Linked DNA regions of Mus musculus: regions 1 and 2 are each linked to region 3. Evidence: chromatin contacts called from public Hi-C and HiChIP or PLAC-seq data. All regions are on one chromosome and are shown on one strand. The core of a region is the stretch at or near the end of the contact, and the rest is flanking DNA. Distances in the headings are between cores, read along the strand shown.

Evidence for each region. A called contact is a pair of places that touch in the nucleus more often than the background predicts. HiChIP or PLAC-seq counts read pairs in DNA pulled down with a chosen protein or histone mark.
Region 1: a contact with region 3 is called in a Hi-C map of embryonic fibroblasts, with 4 times the contacts expected there. The contact joins the enhancer-like site here to the promoter of Gas1 in region 3. A contact is called at or near these places in 8 of 39 promoter capture datasets (the 3T3-L1 cell line, 3T3-L1-derived adipocytes, cranial neural crest and 4 more), 16 of 484 Hi-C or Micro-C datasets (the 3T3-L1 cell line, 3T3-L1-derived adipocytes, the C2C12 cell line and 7 more) and 2 of 9 other capture datasets (adipose tissue and liver).
Region 2: an H3K4me3 HiChIP or PLAC-seq map of embryonic forebrain shows a contact between it and region 3, with 2.3 times the contacts expected there. The contact joins the enhancer-like site here to the promoter of Gas1 in region 3. A contact is called at or near these places in 3 of 39 promoter capture datasets (liver and pre-B cells), 35 of 484 Hi-C or Micro-C datasets (the 3T3-L1 cell line, 3T3-L1-derived adipocytes, the C3H10T1/2 cell line and 20 more), 9 of 115 datasets of contacts at active chromatin or transcription factors (cardiomyocytes, differentiating embryonic stem cells, embryonic forebrain and 6 more) and 3 of 9 other capture datasets (adipose tissue, liver and pancreatic islet).

The regions. Positions count from the first base shown.
Region 1 is chr13:60,224,858-60,228,039 of GRCm38.p6, forward strand. No RefSeq gene overlaps it. Among named protein-coding and RNA genes, the nearest start is that of Gm5084, 21 kb to the left of the region's middle. Within about 2 kb of position 1,509, at least 77 of the 459 cell types and tissues checked have an H3K27ac peak or open chromatin away from gene starts, as enhancers often do. A contact at or near this core is called in the C2C12 cell line, the N1E-115 cell line, adipose tissue and 4 more, where this site is marked.
Region 2 is chr13:60,120,535-60,123,968 of GRCm38.p6, forward strand. All of the region lies in intron 1 of Gm46420 (a long non-coding RNA gene), which reads right to left. Among named protein-coding and RNA genes, the nearest start is that of Gm46420, 4.2 kb to the right of the region's middle. Within about 2 kb of position 2,012, at least 6 of the 459 cell types and tissues checked have an H3K27ac peak or open chromatin away from gene starts, as enhancers often do. A contact at or near this core is called in embryonic forebrain, where this site is marked.
Region 3 is chr13:60,176,127-60,179,197 of GRCm38.p6, forward strand. Gas1 (growth arrest specific 1) reads right to left here and starts at 1,409. Exons shown (of 1, transcript NM_008086.2): 1 at 1-1,409. The coding sequence starts at 815.

The DNA.
Region 1 (3,182 bases), core at 259-2,758, 49 kb after region 3:
TAAAACCAGTGTCACGTGGCTTTAAACTCAGAAGTCAGATATCTTTGTTCATGGATGGTCAATTAGCTTAATTGACTGACTGATACTTTTGGCAGAAGGTTGCTTTATAGACTAGGCTGGCCTGGAATTTGCTACTTAGCTTAGTTTGGCGTTGAACTCAACAATTCTCCCACCTCAGCTAAGAACTGCAGGCCTAAATCTGCATGCCCAACTGTACTTTTCTGTGCATATTTTGTGGGGTGCAGTTTGATAACTTAGACATACATATGCACTGTTTAATGATCAAACTAAGGTAATTAATGTTACCATCTCATGCATATCATTTATCCATGTTGTGGAATGTCACACTTTTGTAATCGTTTAGAAACACTGTGAATTGCTAAGAGTCATACCTCCATACTATGTAATAGATAGATCCTTCTGCATACATGTTGTTTGGCTTGAAGCTGAATCGGAGGCTACCATTCAAAGCTTGCACCCAAGCATCGGAATCGATGACTTTTCTTAAAAACATTAAGTGTCAGACTTGTGTACTTGTGTACGGGGTATGGGACAGTGAGTGACCTTTAGATAGGACCAGTTTCCTCTGGCTGTCACTGTCTCAGGACAGCTCTGCATGCTCTAGTTTTGGACTCAAGCCTACTTTGCAGTTTCTGGTATATGGTGTGTGTGTGTGTGTGTGTGTGTGTGTGTGTGTGTGTGTGTGTTTATGTATGTAAAGGACTTTCCAGAACTGTTGTAATTCTTGGGAAGAACTGAGGGCCATTCAGCAATCTTCGACACTTTATCAGATGTGATAGTAAAGAATGCCTTTATTAATTTCGGGGGTGGGATTCTTAGAGATGAAATAGTGTGACCCGGTGCCGTAGTTCTTCAAGATTCTTCTATGCAATACTAAGATGAGCTGGCTTCGGTGCTTGACAGGGAGTTTCCAGGCCTATTTAATGGCTGCAATTCAGCTGGGCCTGATCTCTACTTGCAGAGGAACTTTATCTAAATTTCACTTTGACAGATAAGCAGGGGAGCTTCAGAAGGTTTATAAATCAGGCTGGAGCTCTGCCAACATGCTAGAAACTGAGCTCCCAGAGAAAGCCAAAGCCTAAGCCATTCACAGTGTTTTCCTGGGTGGAGAGCCAGGTTGGAGAAATGTCTGTGCTCTTACCAGATAACTATCTTGTCAGGCCTGACATCAGCCTCTCTGTGTTGCAAAATGCTCTTTGGGATCCTGATACCTTAATGGCTAGGCCCCAGTTTATTACAGGCACAGCCATTTTGCTCACATTGGAATGCTGATGGTTTCCGGCGACATTTTGGGAAAAGCAACCCCTTGCATAGGTAGGTCTCCGCAGAGATGAGATGAGAGGCGGGAGATGCAGAGACAAGGGAGGAGTGTGCTCACAAAAGCAACAGTGTCCTGAGCGAGGTGGGAATGTACCTTCTCCAGTCCAGCCTGGGTGTCTCAGAGCACTGCAGTGATTCATCAGTCATAGATGGGCAGGGGGAGGGCCTCCGGGCTCCTGACACAGCCCTCTGTAGGCGTGATGGATGTGGAGAAACTCTACCCTTCCCAGGGGGTCAGGTGGCACCAGCCAGACAAAGATCGTAAACAATTCCGTCTTGAAAAAGAGCCCCCCCCTTTCCCTTCCCTCCCTCCCTCTCTTTTCCCCTCCCCTCTGGCTCTCTCCCCTTTTCTCTTTTTTTTCCCTCTCTCTGCCAAAAAGTTACAGTATCCAGCCGTTCCTTATTAAGTTAGAAGTCTGTGGAAAAAAAAAAGAAGGAGCCTGTGCATAGAAATACTCAGTCCTTCGACCCGGCTATTTCTATGGTGCAAGCATGTCTGGAGAAGTAAGGAAATGGCATTCCTGTTTGCTGCTGAGTAAAAAACCAGCTGCTCTCTGGATTTCAGAGGGAGATGTTATCCTACCCTGTGGTCGTCCAAGGTCTTCCAAGGCTGCTCTGGAGAGGCTGTGGATGAAAACAAGAGAGAGCTAGGGGGTGGGGGTGGGGGCAGGGGTGGACAAAAGAAAGCCGTGGGTACCGTGTGCTGGCTGCTGGAGACAGTTTCCATCTTTCTGTTGCTTCCGTGTCTTTTGACATCTTTGGGATTTTGACAAAAGTGGTTCTAATTGGATCTGAATCAATTTGAGCTTTTGATAAGGTGTATAACACCATCCCGGCACCCACCCCTCCACTCCAGTGAAGTTTGAAGAGTTTCTGTATTTGTTTGCTCGCCAGACGCTGTGGGCAAACTCATTCTCAGGCATGGTGCAAAGTTTGAGCTGCGACTTCCGGGGGATGTGTGTGATGCTCCCTGCTGTTCAGGGCCATCCTCAATCTCTTCTTTCCTCTCATAGGCTGGACCACAGAGGCCTGGAGCAGTCTGCTTCTCAGTTCCCATCTGATAGGTCGAGGTGTGCTGGTCCAGACAAGAACTTAGGGGAAGTCAAGATGGCCATCCGTGCCACCACACACTGACAGTGTGCTGACTTTCCTTTACCACCAAACCCTTAGCAGGCCATGTGATGAACAGATAAGGAGTGCAGAGGAGAGCCATCCCTCAACAGCTGATGGGCAGCATAAAGGTGCAATGATGAACTCAAGCTTCCTATCTCTGAAGCTTTACTGGTCCGCAAAATCTCATTCTTGGTCCCCATAGAAACTTGCTAGAGGGTACTTTGATGTTTGCTTTTTGAAATGTATTCCTCCTATATCATTCCTTGGCACAGAGAATTCCCAAACAGGCGTCTGCAGTAGGAAGAGTTTCGCAGGCAGTGGTCAATGGGAAGATGTAATGATCAATGTGCCTCAACCCAACTTCCACCCCCACACTCAGACCTCCCCTCTCTGGCCAACCATGAAGGTTGGAAGGTGAAGGCATTCGTAGAGTCTAGGTGACCTGTTCACCAGCACGGGAACATGGTACATGCAGCTCCTGGGGCTCAGATGTCTGGTTCAGTAGTACTTTGGAAGGTGGTAGGTTTGTGGGGAGGGACCAGACTTGACTTTGAGGGGCTAGGTTAAAGCGTAGCAGGAGAGTTACTCCAGCCTGAAGACACAGACCCGCCTCAGTGAGATGAATGTCGGCACCTATAGCTTCACTTCTTCCCGCTGCCTAGAAACTCCTCACTTGGGTTCAGACTTGGCAGTTCACTGTGTTAAATATTAATTCCCAATACCACACT
Region 2 (3,434 bases), core at 762-3,261, 55 kb before region 3:
AAGTCTATAGAGGTGACCTTTGCTGAGACTCACAGCAGTGGGGTTATGGAACCTGAAGAGGCCACCTCCTATAGCCCTGCAGGACCCTAGTGGATGAATAAGGATACCAACCAACCCACCCACAAAACTTTTGACCCAAAATTTGTCCTGTCTGCAAGAAATGCAGAGACAAAGATGGAGCAGAGACCGAGGGAATAGCCTATCAATTAACCAGCCCAACTTGCGACTTTTCCCATGGGTAAGTACCAATTCCTGACACTATCAATGATACTCTGCTGTACTGGCAGTCAGGAGCCTAGAATAACTTCTATCCAGCAGCTGATAGAAACAGATGCAGAGACCACAGCCAAACATTGGATGGAGCGCAGAGACTCTTATGGAAGATCAGGGGGTGGGGTGGGGGTGGAATTGAGGGCCCTAAAGCAGATAGGAACTCCATGGGAAAACCAACAGAGTCAACTAACTTGGACCCTCGGGGCTCTCAGAGACTGAACTATCAACCAAAGAGCATCCACAGGCTGGGCATAGTCCCCTGCACATATGTAGGAGATACAGCTCAGTCTTCACGTGGGTTTCCAACAACTGAAGCAGGGGCTGTCCCTAAAGCTGTAGCCTGTCTTTGGACTTCATTCCCCTAACTGGATGCCTTGTCTGGCCTCAGAGATGATGTACCTAGCCCTGCAGAGACTTGGTGTTGCCAGTGTGGAAGGGGGTACTCAGAGGAAAAGGGGAGGGGAGGTGGAGGGAGGGACTGCGTGAGGAGGGAGGGGAACCGTGATCAGATATAAAGTGAATAAATAATAAATGGGAAAAAAGTAAAAAGAAAACCAAACAAACAAATATATCCAAACATTTATTAAAAACTTCCACGGTACCCATGGGCACAAGCATCATATACACTAGCAATAATGGAGATCTGTTTTAGTGATGACAATTTTCTGTTTCCACACAGAGTGGTCTGTGTTTGAGGTATCATTGTAAGACATGCCAATATGGCACATTAGTGAATCAACCCAGGAGCAACCCTTGTAACCCTGGCCAGCGCAGTATCTTCCTGCCAGACTTTGTAGTATAAGCTAAGTGGTTCTCTTTTAAAAAGGAACAAATATTCTAACTCCTTACAAAAACATCCCGAAAGCTCTAGAAACACATATTACAAAAAAACAAAACAAAAACAAAAACAAAACAAAACAAAACAAAAATGAGACTTTATAGATACTTTGATTATTAGCTCCCTGTAGATCCCATTCTTTAAAAAGTTACTTAAGTAAAACACTTTGGTCTTCAATGATTTTTTTTTCAAGCCTGGCGATTTAAGAGAAACAGTGAAGACCTTCCCTTTCTTTATCCATTATGCATCCCTTCCACAGACTCCGCTTCACCCCTAGAATGTGGGCAGGACTGGGTAGCTCCTGTGTAGATTACTTGTTTGACTGTGGAAAAGCGATGTTATGGTTAACTTCTCAAGCGACACAAGCCAAGCTCGCAGAAACACAAATACCAAGAATGGTGTGCTCTGCGTGTGTAAATGTCTATACCTGAGACATGGCTGCCCAGTAGCAAGACAGATGAATACAGATGGCCAGAGGGAGGAGAAGGGTCCCAACACGTGAAGAGGCTCAAGTATATAGCAATTCCAAGGAAAGATAAAAATCATTTTAAAAATAGATTTCCCAAGGTAGGATGAACTTTGGGGGGAATTCGGGTGGTTAGGGGAACAATGTTTTCCCCTTTTTCCTCCCCCCCACCCTTGCCTTTGACATTTTCCTTTTTTAATTTTCGTTTTTCTTTCTTTCTGGTACTTTTCTTTCTTCTGTTCTGAAGTGTTCTCTGCAGTGGAGCTGGAGAACCGAGTACCTCATTTTCTTTTTCTACTTTGCAATTTAGTTTTCTCCTTGTTTCCGCCCTCTTGTTCGTTTTCCCTGCAGTCTTCTCAGCGCCTCAGCTCCTCACTGCTCCCTCGTGCTGTTCACATCCCGCACAATGTCCAAAGTCAGATGACCAAGGTTGCCAATTTTTTTTCAGCCTCCTCCAGTTGTCCTTGTTGCGACCTGGGGCTGCCACGAGGCCGGTGTACGGGGTTTACTGGAGCCCTGGGCTTTTTAGGTTGCGAAGACCTCTCCCACCCAGGCCCCAGCAACTTCCATGCGGCAAAGGAAGGCCGGACAATCTTCCTGGCATATTCCTAAGCACTGAATGGGAGCTGTTCTGTCTCATTAAGTGAATAGGTTGTATCACGTTTTAATCGCATGCAAATGAGGTCTCGAGGTTTAATTACCCAAGTGGTGGCTTCTGATCTAAGCTCTTCTCATTATGTCAATTGATCTTGAAAAAACAGAGTGGTATGCGGGAGAGAGGCGAGCCAAATGCTCTGACCGCTCTCAGGCGGAGACCTCCAGTTAGAAAGGAGGCTGCTGACTCTCAAGGCAAAGCTGGCCAGGAAAGTGAGGGGATGTGGTCACCTGGGGCCAGCTCAGCCGGGAAGCCACTTGCTCCTAGTTTGGTTTCAGGGTCCCGAGACTTTTCGCCAGCGTGATCACGCCTCCTGTGATTTCAACAGAGGCACTACCGAGAGGATCCCTGTGACTGCCTGTGCCGAGTGTCACCTCCGAGAACCTCATTTTCAAGGGCTCGTAGGTCTCAGCCTACTCTGTGCAGGAGTCACTCTGGTCCCTTCTGTCCACCAGTCAGTCACTCCTACCGGCCTGTGTGTCTTCGTAGAAGGCTCATATCCACAGTCAGACCATATCTCAGAGCAGCCGTTCTTCAGCCGTTCTCCACTCAGCCACCAGGAAATGGTACATCTTTGGACCCGGTCCAGATGACAGTCTTGTCCTCCAGACTTGAAAACATCATACAGACTATTGCATGCTAAGTCAGTCTAGAATGGCCCTGCTGAGAGGGAGAGGAGTCGGCTGGCAGCCTGGCCCTTCACCCAGAGAGGAAGGAGGAAGCCAGCAGAAGGGCCATTTGTCTTTGTTATTAGGGAGTAAATCAACCTTTGTTTTGCTGGCTCAACTCAAGGAATGCCATTATTACCAAATAAATTGTGTCGTTACAAATCAATCCAGCCAGCTTTCATTTAAATGTGAATTGTGATAATTGTCTGGGCTTCAAACCTGCTTCCACTCAGAGGACACAATGGTTAGGCATGTTGATCGGGTCAAATTTAACACTTAAATATATATATACATAAAAGCAAGTTTTATTTTTGTTATTAATCACTGTATCATTTTCTTCTCTTTGAGAAGCAAACTGTCTCTTGTATGTGTAGGACAGTTTGGCAAAATATTAAAAACATGCCAGCCATCAACAGAATGTAGTGCAAATGACCTCTGTGAGACAGCACACCTGCAGAAAGTTTTCTGTCCCTCCTGAATATTTTAAAGTCTACCTTCTAATGCGACTGGGACACTAACACTGCTTCCGGTGGT
Region 3 (3,071 bases), core at 159-2,658:
ACCGATTCGCAGATGGGCCGCTCCAGCCCATCGCACACGCAGTCGTTGAGCAGCGCCGCCTTGGGCACGGCCAGCATGTCCTCGATGACCGCGCGGCACTCGTCTGTGCAGCGCAGCCCGTTGAAAAGCTTGCCGCAGTAGGCCAGGTAGCGGCTGAGCGCCAGGTTGCAGCGGCTGTCCCGGTCGCAGCGCCGCCGGGCCTCAGTGCAGCCCATGACCGAGCCCGCTCCCGCGCCCGGGCCCACGCTGCTGGTGCGCGGCAGACAGGGCTCGATGGCGCGCTTGGTGGACCTGCAGTGTTCGTCCTGCGCGCAGTCGCAGTCCTCCAGCGCGGGCCCGCGGCGCGTGTGGTTGAGCTGGATAAGCGCCGAGATGCAGTGGCTCGGGCAGCGCCAGCGCGGCGAGGACGCGGCCGAGGCGGGGAAGGCGCCGGCGGGCCCCGGAGCATCAGCCCCGCCGCGCTGCGCTAGCACCGGCGCACAAGCCTCGGCGTACTGGCTGTAGGCGTAGCTGCAGTCGGGCTCGCCCTGACACTGCAGCAGCGCCTGCCAGCAGATGAGGCGGCGGCCGTGCGCTAGCCCCGAGCCCCGCGGTGCCGAGCACAGCAGCTGCAGCAGCGCCATCAGGCACAGCAAGGCGCCCGGCAAGGTCCCCGTGCGGGCCCCGGCGCCGCCCAGCAGCGCGGCTAGCATCGCGGGCAGCAGCGGCCGCCGGACGCGGTGCGGAGCGGAGACGAGGCTCGGGTGGCGGCCGCGGGGCCGCTGGAAAAGTTTGTCCGAGTTCCGCGCACTTCTGGCATGGGCGTCCTCATCCATCCATGCCGGCGGCCCCGCGGCTGGTAAAGGCGGGTGTTCGCTCCGGCACCGCGGCCGGGGCTCCCTGAGAAGCGCGGCGACGCAGGTCCGGGTCCGGTAGACGGTTGGAGGCGCTCAGTGCCGTTCCGGGGGGACGCGGCGAAGCTGCAGGAGCGCGCGGCGCCGGGGGTGCATGGTGCTAGGCGCCTGCAGACAGTCGTGCGGCCGGCGGCTCCTCGGTTCCCGGCTCAGCGGCGCGTAGCACTTCGCAGCTCTGGCATCCCGCCTTCCCGCGGCCAGGACGCTTGGTCCCCTCCCCCTCTACCCCGGTCTGGGCCGCGCTCCGGGAAGTTCTGGGCGCCAGGCGCAGGGAGGACCCCGAAACTCGGAGCGTTTCTCTGCTCCGAGACCCGGAGCTTGGGGAGCGGATCCGCGGAGCCCGGCTGCGGACTAGCTCGCCGCGAGGCTTTAAATACAAAAGTGGGCCGGGAGCCCCCGTGTGGTGCCGCGGCGCCCCCTCATTATGCATGCATAGAAAAGCAAACAAACAAAAACATTAGCAACGCTCCTCCGGCTCGCCGAGCCCTGGCCCCGCGCGCTCCAGGCTTGCCCGCTTTCTCCTTTCTCCACTCTCCGGCGCCCTTTGCTCGGCCCCCTTCCCCGGCTTTGCGAGCTGCTATTGGTCCAGCCTGTTGTTGTTGAAACTTTTTTTTTTTTTTCCGAGCCGCTGGAGTGGGGCTGCAGAGTGGGGGAGGGCGGTGGGCAGCTCACATTCAGGCATTCAGGGCTTGAAAGGAACGGCTTAGGGAGCCTGACACAGGCCCAGCTCCTCCCACTCTTCAGGAGGCTGGGATACCGAACCCCAGCTCGCGCACAGAGCCAGCGGGCAGGGCTTAGGGCCAGCTGCCTGCATCCGGCTCAGCCACCGGCCTTTTTGTTCCCTTCCTCCGCCCCCTTTTTGTTTGGGTGGGGGGACACTTTTATTAATTCTTACTGATCCCCCATCTTTGCATCCGAGAAAGTTCGAAAGTCACTTTAATTTTCAGGCTCCTCATCTCTGAGTTCTGATCACCTCGGGGGGTATAGCGAAGGCAGGGAGTTTTGAGAATTCATTGTAAGACTTTAAAAACTTAGACACAGATTGCGCGCGCGGGCACACACGGGTTCTCTCTCTCTCTCTCTGTCTCTGTCTCTGTCTGTCTCTCTCTGTCTCTCTCTCTGTCTGTCTCTCTCTCTGTCTCTCTCTGTCTGTCTCTCTCTCTGTCTCTCTCTCTCTCTCTCTCTCTCTCTCTCTCTCTCTCTCTCTCTCTCTCTCTCTCTCACACACACACACACACACCGAGCCACCATCACAACCACGACCTCTACCACCACCACAAGAAGGACACTTTCCACCAGCTTTCAGTCCCCCTTTCCGGCAGGTAAGGCCCTCGCACTGGACATCGTTTTCAAACTAAGAAATCCAAAGAACTGAAACTATTTCTTTACTCACGATTTTTTTTTTTAAATACGAACGGCAATGACAAATCTTAGCATTAAAAACCCTGGGAATGCTGAGCGCTACCACCTGGCTGCAGTTACAGCACAGAGGACGAGGGTAAATTGACCCGCTACGTGCTTTAAACTGCACGTTTCAGTTCCTCGCTGTGTTTAAAGCAAAAGCCACCAGCAGAGCGGGCTTTGCAGTCAGAGCAGGACTCTCTCAAGCGACCTTAACTGTGGCGCAATGCAGCTTTTGGCCACTAGAGGCACCGCGAGTCTGTGGCCTGTCAAAAACTGGCTCCTTCCTCTCCCCTTTCCATGGTGAGACTATCAACTCAGTCTGTCACAAAATTTAAGGCTAAATCGCTGCTGAAGCAAAGGAAGCCCCAGCTGCAGTGCGTTCAGAAAGTGGACTGTCCACCTCTCCAAAGAGTTAAAGAGTTTGAAAGGGCGAGAGTGAGGGCCTGACGGATTAACCTGGCTTTTGGGAAAAGCTGGCTGCCTAGGCTGAGGAAGCTGTCTCTGAAACCTCACAGGATGAGAGAGGCAGACTGAGCTGTGTGAAGCCACCGTGCTCCTACCCTAACCCTAATTCATGGTTAGGACCATGAATTTAGTAATAGAAAACAAACGCAAATCTATCCTTAAAAACTAGCCAGATGTGGTACAGCAAGCCTGTTTATCCCAGGCAGAAGCGGGAGGATCGCTGCAAGTTTAAGGACAGCTAGTTAGATCCTGAGAGCTCCAGGCCACTTGCTTTGAGGTCAGATTGCTCACTTGCTAAGGTCCTTTTTT